Linked DNA regions of Sus scrofa: region 1 is linked to region 2. Evidence: chromatin contacts called from public Hi-C data. All regions are on one chromosome and are shown on one strand. Each heading gives the region's core, a stretch centred on a gene start, on an enhancer-like site or on the middle of the called end of the contact. The rest is flanking DNA. Distances are from core to core; before and after follow the strand shown.

Region 1 (2,700 bases), core at 133-2,632, 390 kb after region 2:
TGTGGCTGGGAACTCGACCAATAACCTGCGTTGCAACAAGAACAATTAAAACAATAGCCGCATCAGCACTGACAACACGTGGAGGCAGCCAGGAAAGGACACCATCTATTCTGTCCCTGCATGAGAAGGTAATAAAACCGCAACCGCAACTCACCCCAAATGAGTGGCAAACTATTTTTATGACAGGAACTCCATCCTTGTAGAATTCTGTGTCACAAAAGGAATAAGACTTCCTGGGGCCTCTCAGATTAAAGAGATCCTTCCTTCTCAGTCTCCCATTCACTTTTCTCAAATTTATACCACTCAAAATGTTGTATGTACTTTTTTTTTTTCTTTTTAGGGCCGCACCTGTGGCATATGGAAGTTCTCAGGCTAAGAGTCAAATAAGAGCTGCAGCTGCCGGTCTACACCACAGCGCACAGCAACGCCAGATCCTTAACCCACCGAGCAGGGCCAGGGATCAAACTCGTATGCTCATGGATACGAGTCAGTTTCGTTTCCACCGAGCCACTATGGGGACTCCGTATACTTGTTTTTTAAATGCAGAAGTTAATCAACAAACAAGCCTTTCTAGGACTTCTATTAAATGCCAGTCATTCAAGTAGGCAATGAAAAACATAAATATACATCATCTTCATAAATAGGATGAGAAGTAGGATGAGAATTTCATATACATATAGAGATAGCGACTGAGTTTCTCATTCATGCACTTGGTAACAACAAAGGAGCACGGGATAATTTGCCTAGGGGGTACTTTGGCTATTGAGACTTAGAGCCTTATAGTCAATCGGTGTTTGGTAAATGTCTGACTGTCTGACCCAGTAACCTACGTTTTCACATTCATAGCCTTGGCACCGGTCTTCAGCGCTTTATCAGAACTGAAGATGTTTCTTGCCAAATTCGCATTGTCACAGAGATGCGAATTGTCATTCGTAGATGTCACAGAGAAAGTTACATGATCCACTTAATGGTACAATCTCCCCATCGCACTGGAAATAGAATCTCTAGCTCCCTAATTTTAGGACATCTGCAAAACCTCTAGTCCACGCAGGCGTCACCATCTCTCCCATGACAGGACGGGCGGGACAGGTGGCCACTCCTAGAAGCTGAGTGTCTAGGGTTCAAGCATGAGCAATAATCAAGTACAGGTAGGGACCATGGCCAGTGAGAGCTGGTCAAAGCACGAGCCACCTTCCTTCCTTTGCACTATCCGCCTGCTGGCTTCTTCCTATTGGATGTGCTGGAGAGCGGGGCTGAGAACCACACACTCAGGACAGCAACACTGAAACAAAGAGTCTCGTGACAGCCGCTGTGTGAACGTGCAAGGCAGGAAGTGGCTGCTGTGTGCTGAGTCACTCTCCCAGCTCCAGTCTGATTCTGCACTGTCACCCCCTCCAGAAACTGAAGCAACAGTTAAGAGAAATGAAGCAACTGCCTGGACAACAGTCACTCGGAAAGCATGTGGAGGAAGTGAAAGACATACTCGTTTATACCTTCTATAAATAGATATTTCCTTAAATGTCAGCGCGTCCTGCCTGCTTTTTAATCCTCTTCCTGTGCTCCCTGGAATCATTCATAATTGCAGTAGATTTTCATACATTTTTTAGTGATAACTCTTACTTGATTTAATATGATATTATTTTCTACCAAAGTTGTTACAGACTGGGAAAATCCAACGAGCTCTGTAATGCAGAGTTGAGTTTAGCCTCAAAAATAATCACCAAATAAGGACATCACGAGAATTTATCCTTCTTGTTTGGCGGAAGTAATTCATGGCGACAACGTTTGGATGTTGCTGCCACGTTCACCTGGAGGATTAAAGTGGGTGAACTCAGGATTCCTCTTGTCTCGTCCCACTTTTTTAGAGCATGTTTTACCTTCTAATATGCCATTTAATTCATTTGTTTTTATTGTTTTTCTCTCTTACCTCTCTTATCTAGTTGAATGTGAACTCTACAAGGGCAGGGATCTTTATTCTGTTCACCGATGCCTCCCAAGAGTCTTGAACAGCGCCTGGCACATACTGAATGGCCACTAAATGCTCGCTGAATGAATGCATGAACAAGAAGCCCCAGGCAAGCCAGTGGGGTCTTTGCCAGCGTCCTATCACCGGAGCAGTCCTGATCGCAACGTCATGGGGTCTGTAGAAGGAACGTGACCCGCTCTTGGTAGATCTCAAACACGAGCAGATCCTCGAATAGGAACCCAGGCATCGCTCCTGCCTACTGCACCTGTGTTCTAATAGCATGCGCTTCATCAGAGAGTGGGAAACTAAGGGAGCGGAATCAAGATTTGATGGCTGGGGGCCTCGGTAACAGAGCACGGAGCACCAATCATCCTTCACGTGGGAAAGGGTAGATGTTAGCCAAACACAGTGCTTTATCTGGGAATGTTCCAGCTTTGGGATGCACCTGGCCCAGACCTAAGGTTCCTCCCAACTTAGAATATTCAAGGATCCTAACTTCCTTCCGCCAGATATCCCTATCCTGGGAAGCTTGGTTTCCGCCCCACCTTGCTGTCAGCTCTGATCCGTGACATTCTCATTTAGCCAACGGCAGGCAGCCGTGCTCTGGCCTATTTCCACCCTAGGATGGATACAAACACACAGAAGTGGGAAGGATGCGTGTGGCCTTGTACACACCTGATCACACAGAACAGGTTGATGTTGGCGTTGTACACGGAAAAGTCAATAAACGTTGC
Region 2 (2,700 bases), core at 74-2,573:
CCCAGTCTAACTTTAAAAAAAAATTTCTTTTTTGTCTTTTGTCTTTCTGGGCCTGCACCCGCGGCCTATGGAGGTTCCCAGGCTAGGGGTCCAATGAGAGCAGTAGCCACCGGCCTACGCCAGAACCATAGCAACCCAGGATCCAAGCTGCGGCTGTGACCTACATCACAGCTCACGGCAATGCTGGATCCTTAACCCACGGAGCGAGGCCAGAGACTGAACCCGCCGCCTCATGGTTCCTAGTCAGATTCGTTGCTGCTGCGCCACGGTGACAGGAACTCCCCCAGAGAACTCTTAAGCCCTTTCCACCATGTGAGGAACACTGAGAAGACAGCTATCTACAAATCAGAAAGCAGGACCTCATCATTCATCAAACACGCTGGCATCTTCATTCTGGACTTCCTAGCCTCCAAACACTGTGAGAAATAAATTTCTGTTTATAACCCATCAAATCCATAGTGTCTTGTTATAGCAGCCTGAGCAGACTAGAACACGTTATAGCTGAACCCACTCCGAAGTTCTTTGAGGCCCCTGGGCTCTCCAATCCATTGACCATAGTTTGTTCATTATTCGTCACCCTCCTCATGTCGTTCTTACCCAGCTTAGATTCTGTGGCCCTTTGCAAATACCTCTAAGTCTTCTGCCCCTTTCCTATCGTATTTACCCAGCAAAAATCCATGTGTAATTAACCTCAGCTCCGAACTACGCCAAGGGAATCCAAGCAGCTTGACATCAAAGGGAAAAAAACCAAACAACTAGGCTTGACTGATTGCACCATAAGTCTCCAACCCCCAGTTTCAAATGGGCACTCTCTCCCGTCCGGGAATCTCCCCCAGTGTTTTCTCTCTCACGCAGAGACACTACGGCTCCTCTTCCTTTTACTCCTCAATCTGTACCAGTTCTCCTCCACATCGTTCACTTTCAGATGAGGACCGTGCCTTGGGCATCACTGAGAAAACCGAAGCAACCCAGCAAGAGCTGACCAGGTTCCCACAGTCTGCCTCCCCTCGCTCCCCTGTTCCCCAGAACTGAATGAGCATTTCTGTCCGAAGCCCTCCCTTCTACGCTGGACCTCGCTCCCTTTTCTCTGACTCTGCCACGATTCACTCTTTCTCATGCATCATTGCTTTGCTCTCCTGCGTCGGATCCTTCTCCCTGGCATACGGACATGCCTTCAGACCGCCTCTCTAAACACCCACAAAACCCTCCCACGGTCCTCTCCTCCCCGCACAACAGAACTGCTCGGAGCTGTCACAGTCCTTGTGGCCTCTTACCCCGCTCTAGTCTCGGCCGTCGCCCTCAGGCAGGTGGCACCCTCTCTCCCCCGTGATGACTCAGCCTTGACAAAACAATAGCAAGCTCTGGGCTTGTCTCACTTGACCTCTCTGCAGGAGGTCAAAGGTTTGGCTACTTCCTCTTTCTAGAACACAGTCATCTCCTGTCTCCACGCGCCACCCTCTCCTGGTTTTCCCCCACCGCAGAAACTGGTGCTTCTCGGTTCTTCTCCTGACCCCTCCTCACTGTCTGGCCTCCTAGTGGAGAAGTCCCTCAAGGATTCTGTCCCTTTTCTCTTCTCCTTTCTACTCGCACTCTAGGTAAGGTGACTCTCTATCCAGGACCCTGACTTCAAATACCATCTGAAGTTTATTTATTTCATTTGGGTTTTTTTGGCTGCGCCCGTGGCACACGGAAATTCCCAGGCCAGGGATCAAACCTGAGCCACAGCAGCAACCCGAGCCACAGCAGTGACAACACCAGATCCTTAAGCCGCTGCGTCACCATGCTGAATAACCACAGGTGTGCATTCCAGTGCTAGCCCTGGATCCAGATTTGGACACGCAACTAAAACTCTGGATCTCTTCTCCAAAGTCTTCTCCCACGTGGCTCCGCCTCACACAGCTCTTCACCCTTCCGGACTATGCTCTGCCAGACTGGCTCCCCTTCTGCCCCTCCCGCACGCTACACTTCTTCTTGCCCCAGGGCCTTTCTCTGTGCGGTTCCCTCCACCTGGAACACTCTTTCTCTGGATCACGGCCAAGATCTCAGCTCAAATGTCACCGCCTCCAGGACGTCTTCCTTGACTGACGTTTCTAAAGGCGCCCACCTCATCAGTCTCAAATGGTTCCTTTTTTGTCTTTGGAGCACTCGCCACACTCTAATACAATCGTATTTATTTTGCATTTTGTGTTTCTTGCCTGTCTTTCCATATAGAATCCAAATGTCATGAATGAAGATAAGCTTGAGGGTATTAGTCACGTTACCACAAGCACCCTGAGCAGAGCCTGAGACAGGAGGCCTTTGCTGACGTGCTGCCTGTAAGAGAGCAACCAAGCACAGTCTCCTGACTCTCCCCAGAGCCCAGAGACCTTGGCTTCTGACCATCTTCTGTCCCAGGGCACACGGTAAGAGTCCATATGGATGTCAAGTTTAAAACATTCCCAATAATAGAAGAAAGTTCAAATTACAAAAATAAGTATGTATACTTTTGTCTCCCTACAAACATTTCGGAAGTCACCCAGAAATATAAAAATAAAATCCTCTCTGTTAATAATTAAGAGGGCACTAGAACATGGTGGGTAATGGGGTGAGCTTTGGAGCTGGATTGCTGAGGTCTGAAACCAGCTCTGCTGCTTCTTAGCAGTGAAACTCTGGGTGAGTCCACCTCCCTGAGACGTAGTGTTTTTTCTGTAAAATGCAGAA

What was found. A called contact is a pair of places that touch in the nucleus more often than the background predicts.
Region 1: a Hi-C map of alveolar macrophages shows a contact between it and region 2, with 1.8 times the contacts expected there. The contact joins two enhancer-like sites. A contact is called at or near these places in 3 of 47 Hi-C or Micro-C datasets (alveolar macrophages, mesenteric adipose tissue and subcutaneous adipose tissue) and 1 of 2 datasets of contacts at active chromatin or transcription factors (alveolar macrophages).

Annotation. Positions count from the first base shown.
Region 1 is chr8:131,030,174-131,032,873 of Sscrofa11.1, forward strand. It overlaps PKD2 (polycystin 2, transient receptor potential cation channel), which reads right to left. Exons shown (of 15, transcript NM_001245979.1): 5 at 2,642-2,700; 6 at 1-25. Among named protein-coding and RNA genes, the nearest start is that of PKD2, 27 kb to the right of the region's middle. Within about 2 kb of position 1,383, at least 37 of the 83 cell types and tissues checked have an H3K27ac peak or open chromatin away from gene starts, as enhancers often do. A contact at or near this core is called in alveolar macrophages, where this site is marked.
Region 2 is chr8:130,645,143-130,647,842 of Sscrofa11.1, forward strand. All of the region lies in intron 8 of HERC6 (probable E3 ubiquitin-protein ligase HERC6), which reads right to left. Among named protein-coding and RNA genes, the nearest start is that of HERC6, 19 kb to the right of the region's middle. Within about 2 kb of position 1,324, at least 16 of the 83 cell types and tissues checked have an H3K27ac peak or open chromatin away from gene starts, as enhancers often do. A contact at or near this core is called in alveolar macrophages, where this site is marked.